3 separate regions of the Mus musculus genome follow, and all the other regions are linked to region 1. A link is a contact called in public promoter capture Hi-C data. All regions are on one chromosome and are shown on one strand. The core of a region is the stretch at or near the end of the contact, and the rest is flanking DNA. Distances in the headings are between cores, read along the strand shown. Region 1 holds the start of Aebp2 (AE binding protein 2). Region 2 holds the start of Bcat1 (branched chain aminotransferase 1, cytosolic). Region 3 holds the start of H2aj (H2J.A histone).

Region 1 (4,631 bases), core at 945-3,444:
TCAAAAACTAGCAGGTGGTCAAAAGTAAATGCTAATGTACCTTAGGAACATTAAGCATGAGGTTCTTTGGATTAAAAATCAACTTCGATTATGAAATTTTACAATCAAAAATTAGAGCAGCAACCAAAACATACATTTCTTAAATGTACTATCTAGAACAGTGGCAATTACTCCAGATACCTCCCCATACATGACTGCAAAAAAAAAGTCACCACGGGGGATGTGACTCCCACATCTTAGTACCACTGTATATATAATGGTGCTTTTGTAAGCCACAGTCTACTTTTTTAAACCTGCACGCCTGTATCTTGTGACTCCCAATTATTTCCGATTCAGCAAAGCAACTGTAAAGGACATCAATTCAAATCTACTGTTCCTTTCCACAATGCTCTTTCTGTGTTTTAAACTTGGTCCCTCAGATTTGATGACCAAAACTCAAATCCCCTGAGATGATATAACTGACAGATGTGAGGGATCTGAGAAGCAGAGATTACACATAACGGACCAGCAGTTCTTTTTAAAAGTAAAGCAAAGCCAGGGGTGGGGGTCTCCTCCCTGCACAAGTTAGTTCTGTGAGTTCCAGGAGACCAGCCATATTGGAAAACACTTGTCAATTGCAGTTCTGACAAGTGTTCCCGAACACCGATGCACGAAGCTAACCTTGTGTACCGAGGTGTACATCAAGGGCCTCTGGAGCTCGGCTGGGGCGTCTGGGCCATTTTGGGGGGGCTGTCTCCGGGACAGAGTCGTCCTTCGATCCGAAAGGAGAACCGCGCGCCGAGGAAAGGAGGGTGGGGAAAGGAGAGTTGAGGGGGGATGGTGAGGAGTTGGAAGCCGCTCAGCGGCAAGAGGGGCGCGGCGGCCGCCCGGGATTTCCAAGTTGAGATCTGGGGGGGAGGGGCTGAGAATCAGGGGGCGGGAGATCCCGGAGAGAAAGTCCCCAGGTCTGGGGTCCCAGAGTCTGGGGCAGGGGAGATTCCGGCGAAGCCGTTCCCAAGGTGGGCAGGCGGGCGGGGCAGGGAAGGAGAAGCAAGAAACGGAAAGGACTGCGGCGAGAAAGTCCCCTCGGTCCCCTCGGCGGAGCCCGGGAATCTACAGAGCAAGGGATCGCTGCTAGAAGGGTCCCCCCCGCCCCCCGCCCCGCGCTGGGCCAAAGGGTCCAGGAGATGGGAGGGGATCGGGCAAGGAAGTCAGCTCAATGGAGTCCAAGAGGAGTCCCCTAGGTCCCCTCTGTGGGGTCCGGGAGGAGTCCCCTAGACGGGATCCACGCAGAGTCCCCTCGAATCAGGAAGAAGTCCCCTGAGTCCCCCTCGTCGAGGTCCGGGAAGGGTCCCCTTGGCGGCGCACTGACCTGTCCTCCGAGTCCATGCGGCTCAGCGGCTCCCCGTCGGACGACATCTCCAGGCTGCCCCGCCGGCCCCCGGAGGTCGCGCTGCTCCCGCCTCCCCCGGTGCCGTAGCCCTCGTCGCCGCCGCTCGACACCACGCTACTGCTGCTGCTACCGCCACCGCTGCTGCCCGGGCCGCCCGGGCCGCCCCGCGGTCCCTTGGGCTCCTCCAGGCCCTCCTTCCCGTCCCCATCGCCGCTGCTGCTGCTCGCCGCGCCCGGGCTCAGCGAGCGCGTCTCGTCGCCGCTGCAGCCGCCGCTGCTGCTGCCCACCAGGCTCTCGGCGCTGCTCTCCTCCTCCGCGCCGCCGCTGCTGCTGCCCTCGTCCTCGTCGTCCTCCTCGTCCTCGTCCTCGTCCCCGCCCGCCTGGCTGGCGCTCTCGGGGCTCGGCTCCGACATGGTCTCCGCCTCGCCGCCCCCCGCGCCGCCGCCCGCTCCCCCGTTCAACAGCAGCGCGGCCACCGCCTCTGCCTCCGCCTCCTCGTCATCCTCCTCCTCCTCTTCCTCCGGCGGCTCGGCCCGGCCGCGCGCCGCGGGCCCGGGGCTGCCGGGGGACAGCGGGCTGAGGCGGGAGAGCTCCTCCAGGTCGGCCATGTCGGCGAGCGCGGCGGCCATGGCGGCGCCTGCTGCTCCTCCGCCTCCTCTCGCCGCCGCCTCCTCGCCCCCGCCACCCCCCGCTCCGCGCCCGCACGCCCCAAACTCCGCGCGGCCGCCGCAGAGCGGGAGGAGGGCCCGCGGGGCTGCGTCAGGCTGCACACGCGCTACGGAGCCCGCGCGGGGACACGCGCCGGAACGCGCGCACTCACGCGGAGGAGGCAGCGCGCCTGCGCGCCGCGGCGGCCCCGCCCCTCCAGAGTTTCTTTGGGCCTTCCCACGCCTTCCCGCTCCGGGCGGAGGCGGGACGAGCCCTCGAAACCCGAAGTCGGTGGGGATTTTCACAGCCCTGGACTTCTACAGAGAGAAGGAGAAGCATCGGCTCAGAGAGAGAGAGAGAGAGAGAGAGAGAGAGAGAGAGAGAGAGAGAGAGAGTGTGTGTGTGTGGTTTGCGGGGGAGGTGGTGTCCTGTAGAAGGAAGCCGTAAGTGGAGCAAGTGTCTGGCCGTCTGAGCGCTTGCCATACTCAAAAGACAGGTCTCAGACATGTGCAGAAAGTTCGATAAATCGGTTTTTTTTTGTTTTTTGTTTTTGAAGCGCCGAGCCGATGTCCACACCGCGGAGGCAGAGGCTTGACTCGCAAGCCAGGCTTGCTTACCTGTCCCGATGTCCCAATGACCCAAGGAGGGCAGCTCAGACGAGGCGGGCGTTGCTTTGGCTCGAGATCCTCGCAGGTTTTAAGTCCTGGAGCTTCTAATAAAATCTGGGGTGACACTTGTAGGCAGGCTGAGTTCTTGGGGTGTAGCGCTGGCCGTTGAGGGCTCTAACCGCTCTTCCAGAGGAGCCGGCGGTCGGTTTGCAGCACCCACAAGGCGGCTCACAACTGTCTAATCCCAGCAGCTCTGACCACATCTCCCGGCCTCCCTCCCAGTCTGGTGGGTGGTGCACACAGGTACCTCACCTAAAAGGCACACCTTTAACCCCAGCCCTAGGGTGGCCGAGGCAGGAGGGTCTCCGAGATTCCGAGGCCAGCCTGATCTATATAGCGAGTTCCAGGCCAAACTGAAATCCTGCCTCACAAAAAGGGAGGGTGTGAAGAAGAAAGCAGGGAAGAGGTTACTACTCCTACTAATGAAAGGCTCCTCCCTATCCCCAGGCAAGAGTCAAACCTTCCCTTTACAGCTAGGGAAGCATTGCATCTTCCTGAACTTCTCGGTAAGGGAATGCTTTGTAAATAAGCTTTTTGTAAAATAAAGACCTGGAGTTTATGAGGAAGGCTGGTGAGCAGCCCACATCACACCCTGACTCCGGGGCACATCTGATGCTCTGGAGTGGGGAAGCAGTCTCAGAGAGCATTCCCTCATTCATTCTTAGTAGATCTTCACACACAAAGAGAGAGAGAGAGAGAGATCCCCCAGGTGGAGTATTTTCATGTTTCTAGAATTCACTGCCCTAATTTAAAAAATAAACATAATAAAAGAAACAACATGTAGTATGAGGCTAGAAGGGATTGTTGCAACTTTGAGGCCAACTAGTGTGGGCCACAAGGAAACCGCCCCACAAATATCTTAGTGTACAGTTGCAGCCTTAACCTTTGGATACATACTATCACACGTAATGTTCCCCCAGTGGAAGGAAACATCCTCAAAAAAAAAAAAAAAAAAAAAAGAAAAGAAAAGAAAAAAGAAAAAGAAAAGAAAAGTTTCCTCAAGGAAAAGCAAAAATTAAAATGATAATATACAATGTAGCTACACTGGCAGGCGTTAACCTCAAACTCTAACTTTCAGAGTCATTCTTGCAGATAGATCAGGAATGTGTTGTCATCCTGGATTGTAGACTGAGGATCACCAAACTGGACTGGAATAAAGCATGACTCAGTGTATGTGGCAGCTGCTCTAAGGCACATTAGAAATTAGGACTGACCTAGCAGAGGAAATTCAAATCTTTTTATCTCCCCCCACCTTCTAAGAATATTATGCAAATATTCTAATCCTCCCCACCCTGTAAACCTTTGTTTAAATAAAGGCCCATGGCTCTATTCTAGAAACTTGGTGGCCTGGAGCCTTGACCTTTTTCTCCTTGGACCCTCTTCCTCAGTTTCCTGGGTGATGATCTTTCCAGATTGGCCAACTGAATAAAATTGTAAGGTGGGAGCCCAGCCAGTGGGGAAACACACAGCCACCACCTGAGTTAGAGTTGTGTGTGCGGTCTCAGGAGCACACCCTCTTGATCCAGAGTGGTTGCCTTGTCTGGTCCCTTCAGTTGTAATGATGCTCTCTTTCGTTGTGACCCCAACTCTCTTGCATGCCTATTTATCAGTTGTCCACTGTTTATACTTTATAAAATGTATCGGTTTAGGCACCGTCCTCAAACACACCAACTACAGTACTAATACGGTCACTGATTCTATCCCTCACACCTAACACCTTGCCCCTTTGCCTTCTTACATTTGGCTCTGCTGTTCCAGGCACCAACTCTGCCAAACAGGCAAAGCCAGGATGTCCTCGGGAGAAATGGAGATCACTGTGTTGAGCAGCGCTGTTAGTGGAAACCTGGGGTGGGCTGCTGTGCTCTGTGTCCCAGGCTTTCTGTGAAACAGCTCTTTATGAGTCCTGCTTCCTTTAGAGACCCAGACCGGTTTTCATGGGCCTA
Region 2 (4,631 bases), core at 691-3,190, 4.5 Mb before region 1:
CAACCAACCAACCAACCAACCAACCAACCAACCAACCAACCAACCAACCACCGACCAACCGACCCACCAATGAAACTCTGCAATGGTTTTTAGTGTATGGCTCCCACCTAATTTTAGAACAATTTTATCACCTTTTCTCTGTCTTCTCCCTCCCTTCCTGGTTTGTTCCTTTCTCCTCACTACCCAGGTGACCGAGGGACTGAGCTCAGGGCTGGGTGGATTCGGGCAAGCACTCTAGTGCTTGAGCCATAGCCCAGACCTAGAAAATCTTAGACATCCAAGTTAGGAAGTCTTGCACTGATTCACCAGATTGGCCACCACATACCAGCTTCTTTTCAAACTGCACAATGTTTTCAAGGTTTGTCCATGGTATACACATAACTGCTTTTGTTGTTGTGGTGTGTGTGTGTGGACATGTGGACATGTGGTGTGAGCCTGTGGAGTGTATTTGTGTGAATGGTATGTGTGTGGTGCACATGTGTTGTATGTGTGTGGGGGGTGTGTGTATGTGGTATGTGTGTGGTGAACATGTGTTGTGTGTGTGTGTGTGGTATGTGTGTGGTGCACATGTGTTGTGTGTGTGTGTGTTGCTTCAGACTCGAGTTGCTGGGACTACAGGCAGGCAGCTCAACGCCTTGCTTCATTTCCTCTTACTGTGGATCAGTGCTCCATCGTATGAACAATAACCCAGGATGTCTACACTCACCACTTAAAGCCCACAGCGCTGCTTGAGTTAAAACCGATCTGGACTACAGTCTTCTGAAGGGAAGAAGTTGTTGCTGTTGTGCTGGGTGCAAAGATAACTCAGTACATTTGTCAGGATAATTCAGCTATTCATTGTTCACCTGGGCAGTTTCATTCCAAGCAGCAGAAAAGAAAAACAAGGGCTGCAGAGATGGCTCAGCAGTTAAGAGCACTGACTGCTCTCTCAGAGGTCCTGAGTTCAATTCCCAGCAACCACACGGTGGCTCACAACCATCTATGATGGGATCTGATGTCCTCTTCTGGTGCATCTGAAGACAGTGATGGTGAACTCACACATAAATAAGTCAGAAAAGAAAAATGAGAAGAAAGAAAACATTTTTAAAAAAATAAATAGGGCTGGCGAAATGGCTCAGTGGTTAAGAGTGCTGACTGCTCTTCCGAAGGTCCCGAGTTCAAATCCCAGCAACCACATGGTGCCTCACAACCATTCGTAACAAAATCTGATGCACTCTTCTGGAATATCTGAGGACAGCTACAGTGTACTTACATATAATAAATAAATCTAAAACAAACAAACAAACAAACAAAGGATACAGGCAAAACATGGTCGGGGAAAAGCCTATTCTCTCCTAGGGAGTTAAGAATGAAAATTTCACAGCAAAGCCTTCTGCTTAGATTTACTAAAAAGAAAGTTTTCAGATTTTCAGAGAGATCCTCTCCTCAACTGAAATCCCATCGGTGGGAGCCTTGCCTGAGGCTTGTGTGGACGCAGGAAGGAAGTTATCAGGTGGTGAGGACCATTTCACATTAAATTACTTCTGTATGTGCACATCAAAGGATGCAAACTAAGAGACGACTACAGAGCGTAGACCACAGACTGAGAGTGAGAGTTCCATCCAGGGCTCAGATGGTGGAAGGAGAGAACCGGCTCCTGCCAGTTGGCCCTTATCCACCACTGTCCCTGTCCATCTAGCCACCCGCTCCTATTCAAAATCTATTATATTTATTTAAATGTTATAAAAATTAGAGAGAAAAGGAGTTGGTAAGAGTGGTTGTATTTGAGAGTTGTCTGTGGGGTGTGGAGCGTGAGAGCGAGACGGAAAAACCCAAACTCTTCTTTATTATCCAAAATATACCTTAAAACTTCCCAGTTCTGAGACTAGATCCTAGTACAGCGTATGATTGGGGGAGGGACTGGGGAGGTAGCAAATGAATCAAAGACGCTTTCAGATTTGTCCTCCTCTGCTACCTCCCCTCCTGCGATACAAATCACTGGAGGGGATCAGTGTCTCCACCCTGGAGTGAGCCAGAGGTCGGACTGTAGCTCGCGGCTGAGCCAGTCGCTGCTGATGCAATCCGCAGCGGAGCGCGCCCAGCTCTCCATCTTCCGCGCTTGCCGACCGACCCTGAGCGCCACGTGTCACTGCACAGCCGCCTCCTCCAGAGGAGACTCACATTTGCACCCAGGAGCCGGAGCCACGACCCAAGCCACGAGAAATGAAGGTAAGCGTATTGCTGAAGTTCATGCTGGAATGCAGCTACTCACCCACCCGGAATATCTCGGACACTGGGTGGAGAGAGGAGGATGGAAGGACCAACTTGCTTTGTCCCCCGTCCTGGGCTACTAAGCGTGGGGATCTGGCCTCGTATCCACCCGCAGATGCTCCCGCTCCGGTTCTTGTCCTGGTTCTGTAAATGCGGTACCCAGATTTAGAGGATGCCACAGCGCCTCTCCTACATGCTCCCTAGGCGGGAAGAAGGACCGTATCGTTGCGTTTGAGCTGCCCAGAGATAGGGTTTGGCGAGGATGCTCGGACGCTCTTCTGGGTAGTTGTAATAGAAGGGGGAGGAGGACCCTCTTATCTGCCGAAAGCAGATCGCTTGTCTTTTAAGGTCCAGGTTCCAAGTGGAAGCTTCCGAGTTACGGACCACTCGAGCTTCAGGACCAGAGAGTGCAGGCGGTGAACTCTAATTATCATCTGAGATAGCTAGCCCAGAGGCCAGCCTGAGGCGTTTTAAGATATTTTCCAGAGCCAGAGCTCTGGCTGTCTGAAAAACTGCCAGATCTGAAAAGTTTCCTTTCCGAAGGGAAATGATGCTCTGTCGGCTGTGCAGTCACCTAGTCTCCCGCAAGGAATATTCGAGTAATAAAACGTGGGTTTCGGGGAGCTACAGAGCGGAGCCACGTTTCAGTTTCTGAGGAGGCGGAGGAAGTTAGACACTCAGACTGCTCAAGCCTAGCTGGAGGGAATCCACACGTCACGTCTCCATCCCCACTGTGCCGCCCTCGCTCCTAGCCCTGACAGATAGATAGATAGATAGATACCCTTTCTCTTTTTCTCTCTCTTTTTCTCTTTTCCTTTTTCTCGTTTTCTCATTTTCTCGTTTTCTAATTTTCTCGTTTTCTCTTCTCATCTCTCTCTCCTCTCCTTGCCTCCCCTCTCTTCTCTCCTTTTCTTTACATTCTTTACCTTATCTCACTAAATCATATGCCTTTATAATTTTATCCACATGCATTTAATGTATTCACTATCTCTCTTAATCATTTGTTCATTCTGTATATATCTACCTTAAAATATAAGTTCCTAGACTCCATAGATGGGCAGTCTGTGTATAGGGAAAAGCTGGAAGCCACAAGCCAGCTGAGCAAGGGGTTTAAATTCCCCAGCTGTGGTCCCCTTGGCAAGGCTCAAATCTGTATAACTAATGAAGGGGGCTAAGCCAAGATGGCTACTTACTGCCTTGTTGGGAGAGAGTGGTGCAGGGGTGAGTGGTGTGTTTCATCTTAATTTGCTTTCTGAGTCAGAGACAAATGATGGAAAGTTTTTTTCTTTGTCTTTTTCTTTTTTTTCTTAAATGTCTCTGAGGGCCAGGCTTAACACATACCTGTAGTCCCAGTGCTTGTGGGGTAGAGAGAGAAGAATCAAGAGTTCAGGGCTATCCTTGGCAGCAGCCCCTAGCCACCTTAGGCTGCAGGGGACCCTGGGGTGGGGGTGGGGGAGTTGCGGGGGAAAGTCTGTAAGAATTATTTTCAGCTCATTGGATCCTGATGTTTTATATTTGAAATGGGTTGGAACTTTTTGGAAGGAAGTTAAAAACTTGATAAAGCTTTCTGGTGTACCTGTGATGTTGCAGGATATTTGATCACACTGTGAACCCTGAGTCTGTGTTACAGTGTGGCTCTGCCCTTAGGCTCTGCCCTTAGCACACACCTTTAATCTCTCCTGAACAATGAAGGTGAAGTTAGTTTGTAGAAAGAAACACCCGCCGGGCGTGGTGGCTCACGCCTTTAATCCCAGCACTCGGGAGGCAGGGGCAGGCGGATTTCTGGGTTCGAGACTAGCCTGGTAAAAAAGAAACACCCATGTTTGAAAGTGCTGTCTAATAGAGTGGCAGACAAAGCGACCAACCAGAGAAAGATGTGACAGGCTAGGGTACATCCAAGTCTCACAAGAACAGAGAAGAATGGGGTGCCACTTAAGAGAGACCAGTAGAGAGGAAGAAGGCAGTTTTACCAGGACAGTTATAGAGAGACAGGATGCAGAGAGAGAACGAGCTAGACACAGGTGAAGACAGAACGAGCCAGCGAATGAGAAGGAGCCAGACGTTGCCAACGTTAGTTTGAGGCCAAGCAGAGCAATTCAGTCAGGAGCTGACTGAAGCAAGTTTGCTTCGGTCAGCTTGGAGAGGAGCTTGAGCCAGAGCAGCTGAGTTGCACCAGCCAGCCAGAGCTCAGAAAGAGCTAGGAAGGGATGAGTTTATTGAGCAGTAAGTCTCAGAGGCTGAAAGCATTCTAGGCCAAGATAAGATTGTACAGAGGCTAGAAGCTTCCAGGTCTAGGCTTAGGTTAGCAGATGGAGGTGGTAAGCCAGCAGACGACAGTTACTTCAGGAGGAGAAACGCTATTTTACAGTGACTCCCTGGTT
Region 3 (4,631 bases), core at 1,333-3,832, 3.8 Mb after region 1:
GGGTGACTGCTATGTATTGGCTTGAAGTGATATCACAACTTATTCTAACAAGTGAGTCATATTTGAGACAATCCTCCTGTACAGCCCTGTCTGGGAACCTGTATCTCAGACTGGCCTTGAACTCAGCGTCTTCCTCGGTCTCCCAAGTTCTAGAATTAGGGTTCCAAACCACGCTTGGCTCCAGTGCTTTAAAATTTTGGCTGCTGGGAAAAGCTGTCCTACAGGTATGACAAAGGTCCTCTCCTTGTAAACTCTTAGTACCTGCAACCTGTACAACACAAGACCTGCTTTGTCATGGTCACCCCATGATTTATGGTCACTGGGGAAGGAAGGGACTCACAGGCCCCTTCCACTCACTGGCTCACCAGCCTACACTAGGATGGTCACCTTTCTGATCCTGTCAACAGTGCCCCACAGGGTGAGGCAATATTTGCTCCCACCTTACCTACTCACGCTTACCTATACTTAAGTCACAAGAGCAAACCCTTAGTCCTTGTCAACAGTACTTCTCAATGTGAGCACCTAATGCTAAGACATGGTTCTAAAATAACTTAGTCCCCCCAAAAATGTATTATGAAAGTTTACCTCCTGAAACCGCCCATAACACCATTGCAGTCTGTTCTCCTCAGGTGTCAGTGGGAGCAACCTGCCTCTTTATCAGAGGTACGACAAACCTTTATACATCGTTCAAGATGAGCACCAAGAATTCCAATGTCAATACAACAAACAGTAGAAAATCAAACACTGTCAAGACACAGATTTGTAATATATTCTTTATTTGTCCTTTTTGCTGTCTTCAGAAACCATGGGGGGGGGACCACGTGTTCGGGACAGTGAGACCTAGCTGGCCTCATTCACAGCTGTACCCTCAGTTACTAGCACGTGGTGTAGACGTCATACCAATACTGGGAATGAAATAAATTTCGAGGGGAAATACTGCAAATGAAGAGGAAGACTTGAACTCTGACTCCCCCCCGGGGGTGGAGGGGAAGAACCCAGAGTGAAACCTCCGTAGCATGGGATGTTTTGTGGCTCCTGCTAACAGAATGATGGTTACTGAGTGAGCAGGAAACGGAATGACCAAGGCAAGAATCGCATTTCCAGGGCCCTGGGGTTTGGCTCTCCGCGTTACGTTAACTCACACGACCCTTTCCTTCCTTGAGGCGCCATCACCCAACTCAACAGTTACGGAAAAGAAGAAACCTGATCCCAGGAAAGCTAACAGTCACCCCTAAAAAAAAAAAAAAAAAATCGGTTTTGCTTTTAAGTAAAATCAGGCTGATTCTCAGAATCAGTGCTGGATAAGAGGCTGCCATGCAGCTAAAACTCGAGGGGAGACAGAAACATATTTTGAGACACGGTCTAATGTAGTTCAGAAACGGCCACAAACTCGCTATCTAGCCACGAAAGGCGTTCTACTTCCCAAATGCAGGGATGAGGGGTAACACCACCGCAAGCACCAAGAGAAGATCATTTTAGGAGCTGCTAAACATACACTACTTAAGACCGAGGGCCCCGCTGTTACGCAACACCATCCAGAGCGCAAACTTCGTGACTCACTTCCGTATTGCACAAGTTACTTCATTATAAAGAATATTGAACACAAGTGTGCAATGTGAAGATGGCTGGCATTCAGATCACGAATACGTAACATCTATTAGCTTAAATACTACCATAAATAACTAGCACCCACCAAGGATCCCAAGTTCCTGTCTTTTCCAAATGGCTAGGGTACATATAGCTCAACCTTCCTATGTATGACAAGCGAGGCAACTTCTTGTTCACAGCTCGCAACACCTTCCCTACCACTTTTCCCTAAGACTGGGGAGTTAGGCAAAGCCAATTCCAGAGTAGCCTCTGGGCACTAGGTCCGCTTCTCCTGCCCACGGTGATGCGACGGGGCTCTCCCAATCCACCCGCTGGGTTCCTCCGGCTCGCACATGGCCACACAGGTGGCCTGCGTCACGCTCAAAGTTGGAACTCGTCCCCACCCAACACCCCCTCGGTCCCGCGACTACACAGCTCTCTAGATTACTCGCTTTTCACCGACTTTATTGGCTGCGGACTGTGGCGGGCGGGCTCTGCACCCGTCTGTCGGGTTCACTTGCTCTTCACCTTCTGGCTCTCCGTCTTCTTGGGCAGCAGCACGGCCTGGATATTGGGCAGGACGCCGCCCTGCGCGATGGTCACACGGCCCAGCAGCTTGTTGAGCTCCTCGTCGTTGCGGATGGCCAGCTGCAGGTGACGAGGGATGATGCGCGTCTTCTTGTTGTCCCTCGCCGCGTTGCCCGCCAGCTCCAGGATCTCGGCCGTCAGGTACTCCAGCACCGCCGCCAGGTACACGGGCGCTCCCGCGCCCACGCGCTCCGCGTAGTTGCCCTTCCGCAGCAGCCGGTGAACGCGGCCCACGGGGAACTGCAGGCCCGCGCGCGACGAGCGCGACTTGGCCTTGGCGCGCACCTTACCGCCCTGCTTGCCTCGCCCGGACATGCTCGACCCCGCGCCTGGAACTCCAACACCGGCTCGCTCAGTTCCGGGACGACGCGCGCCACCCCGGAACTGCCTCGCCAAACTGCAGCCGCTGCCGCCCGTGACAGGCAGGTACCGTACCCAATCAGCTCGCGGAAGCAGAGCCCCCGCCCATCCAGATGTCTCCCAATCAAAAGCTCAAATTTCTAGTCCTAATTTACATAGTTCACAGGCATCCTCAAACTTGTTGGGATTGGCTGCCAGGATGTAGTTAACTGGGTGGTTCGAGTCTGCAATCCCAGCACTAGGGTAGCCGATACAAGATTGCCCGGAGCCTAAGGTCAGCTGTAGATATTCCAAGATCCATACCAGCCTAATAAGGAAGGAACGGAGGGAGGGCAGCGAAAACGGGGAGTTAAGCAAAGCCATACTTGGTTCAAATCAGTAATCCTAGCTTTTGGAGGGAGAAAGAGCTGAAGTAGGAGGATTACCAATACAAAGACAGCCTGGGCTACTTTGTGCGTTATAGACCAAGCTAGGAAGTGAGACCTTATCTCAAAAAATAAAAATGATGGTGTTGGCATTTCTTCTAGGCTCCGCCCCACAGTTACCTGGCAGCAGCCAGGTGTGCCTGACCCACTGTAAAAGAAGCTGCTTGCCCCCCCCCACACACACACCCACACTTTTCTCTTGCTTTCTTACTCTCTTAGCCCTCTGTCCCTTCTCTCCCATTCCCCTACCCCTCTCTCCACGTGTTCATGGCCGGCCTCCACCCGCACACCCCCTCGGCCTTTTCTCTCTCTCTCTCTCTCTCTCGCTCTCGCTCTCGCTCTCGCTCTCTCTCTCTCTCTCGCTCTCGCTACTACCCCCTCAACTCACCTCATGCCCTAAATAAACTACTATACCGTCCTGTGGCTGGTACCTCAGCATGGGCCGCACCCCCTCTACCCCCTACGTGCACAATAACGCTCCTCCACCAAACGTCCCCGGCTTTTTTTTTTTTTTTTTAAATAAAATACAACAGTAAGCAGACTATGGTGTTCAGTGCCTATAAACCCAGCTGATGCAGGAGTATGGAGAACTTGAATTGAGCCTGGCCTAAGAGAGAAACTACCTGGAAACAATCAAAAACCGGAAGCCCAGAGAAGAGCACCTCTGTTCCCTCATACCATACTCATGGAAATTAGTCTCCAGTATAGCCAGGGGCGACTTTCAAATCTGACTATCTGACTCCAGGGTCTGTGCTTGTGAGTGCCACAGCAATTCCGGCTCAGCCATAGCTCCTTGGCTGAATTCTGCCCTCCTAGAACGAGCTTTCGTCATCTGCTCCTTGACACACCCACCTGGAGAGCTAGCTGCAAAAGAAGCTTTGTAGGTTTTCTATTTGTTTTAGTTTTTGAGACTTTTCTTCCTGTAGCCCTGGCAGCCGTGGAACTCACTATAAAAACCAGGCTGGCCTTCAACTCAGAGATCTGCCTGCCTCCCTAATGCTGGGATTAAAGTTGTGTGCAGCCACCAGCCTGGGACAAAAGCTGGTTCTTTGGCCTGTCCTACCTATACCACATGAGGCTGGTCTTTGGACACTGTTGCTGCTCCTGGGGACAGTCCCTTCCTTCTCAGGGCCTCGAGGCCATAGTCACAGACTAGGCAGGAATGCAGTCCTTGTGGATAGCATGGATGAATCTGATAGGATATTAACATTACGTGGCTCTGGGGCTGTGTATGAGCCGGAGAAGAACCACTGGATTCCAGAGGGGAGGACCCTTCGCCTCTGCCTGCCTGCCTGCTGGAGGTTGTCACTTGGTGCTCCATCGAGACTTTAGATTACTCTTAGGCCAAGACACTGGAAACAGAATCCCTCAACTTGTTCTTATGATTCATATGATAGGCCCTTGACATTTGAAACAAACTAAAGTGTTTTTCTTCCACTGTTTCACTCCGGTACTTCAGTTTACTGCATTTCTGAAATTACACAACTAAGTAATGTCAAACGCTGATTAAATGTCATGTAGGTTTTTTTGTATCCATTTAATTAAAATATCATAAATTTACCCTCTCCTTAGTCTAATTGCGATTTTATTTAAATAAACTCCACAGAACCAAGTGAAGTGGGGCCTGTCTGTGATCTTAGTATAAAGGAGGCGTGGACAGGAGAGTCAAGA

What was found. Promoter capture Hi-C pulls out the DNA fragments that hold promoters and counts their contacts.
Region 2: a contact with region 1 is called in a promoter capture Hi-C map of pre-B cells. The contact joins the promoter of Bcat1 here to the promoter of Aebp2 in region 1.
Region 3: a promoter capture Hi-C map of cranial neural crest shows a contact between it and region 1. The contact joins the promoter of H2aj here to the promoter of Aebp2 in region 1. A contact is called at or near these places in 1 of 39 promoter capture datasets (cranial neural crest) and 1 of 115 datasets of contacts at active chromatin or transcription factors (embryonic stem cells).

The regions. Positions count from the first base shown.
Region 1 is chr6:140,621,065-140,625,695 of GRCm38.p6, reverse strand. Aebp2 (AE binding protein 2) reads right to left here and starts at 2,194. Exons shown (of 8, transcript NM_001005605.2): 1 at 1,352-2,194. The coding sequence starts at 2,001.
Region 2 is chr6:145,073,466-145,078,096 of GRCm38.p6, reverse strand. It overlaps Bcat1 (branched chain aminotransferase 1, cytosolic), which reads left to right and starts at 1,940. Exons shown (of 11, transcript NM_007532.5): 1 at 1,940-2,208. The coding sequence starts at 2,203.
Region 3 is chr6:136,806,199-136,810,829 of GRCm38.p6, reverse strand. It overlaps H2aj (H2J.A histone), which reads right to left and starts at 2,582. Exons shown (of 1, transcript NM_177688.4): 1 at 756-2,582. The coding sequence starts at 2,490. The coding sequence ends at 2,101.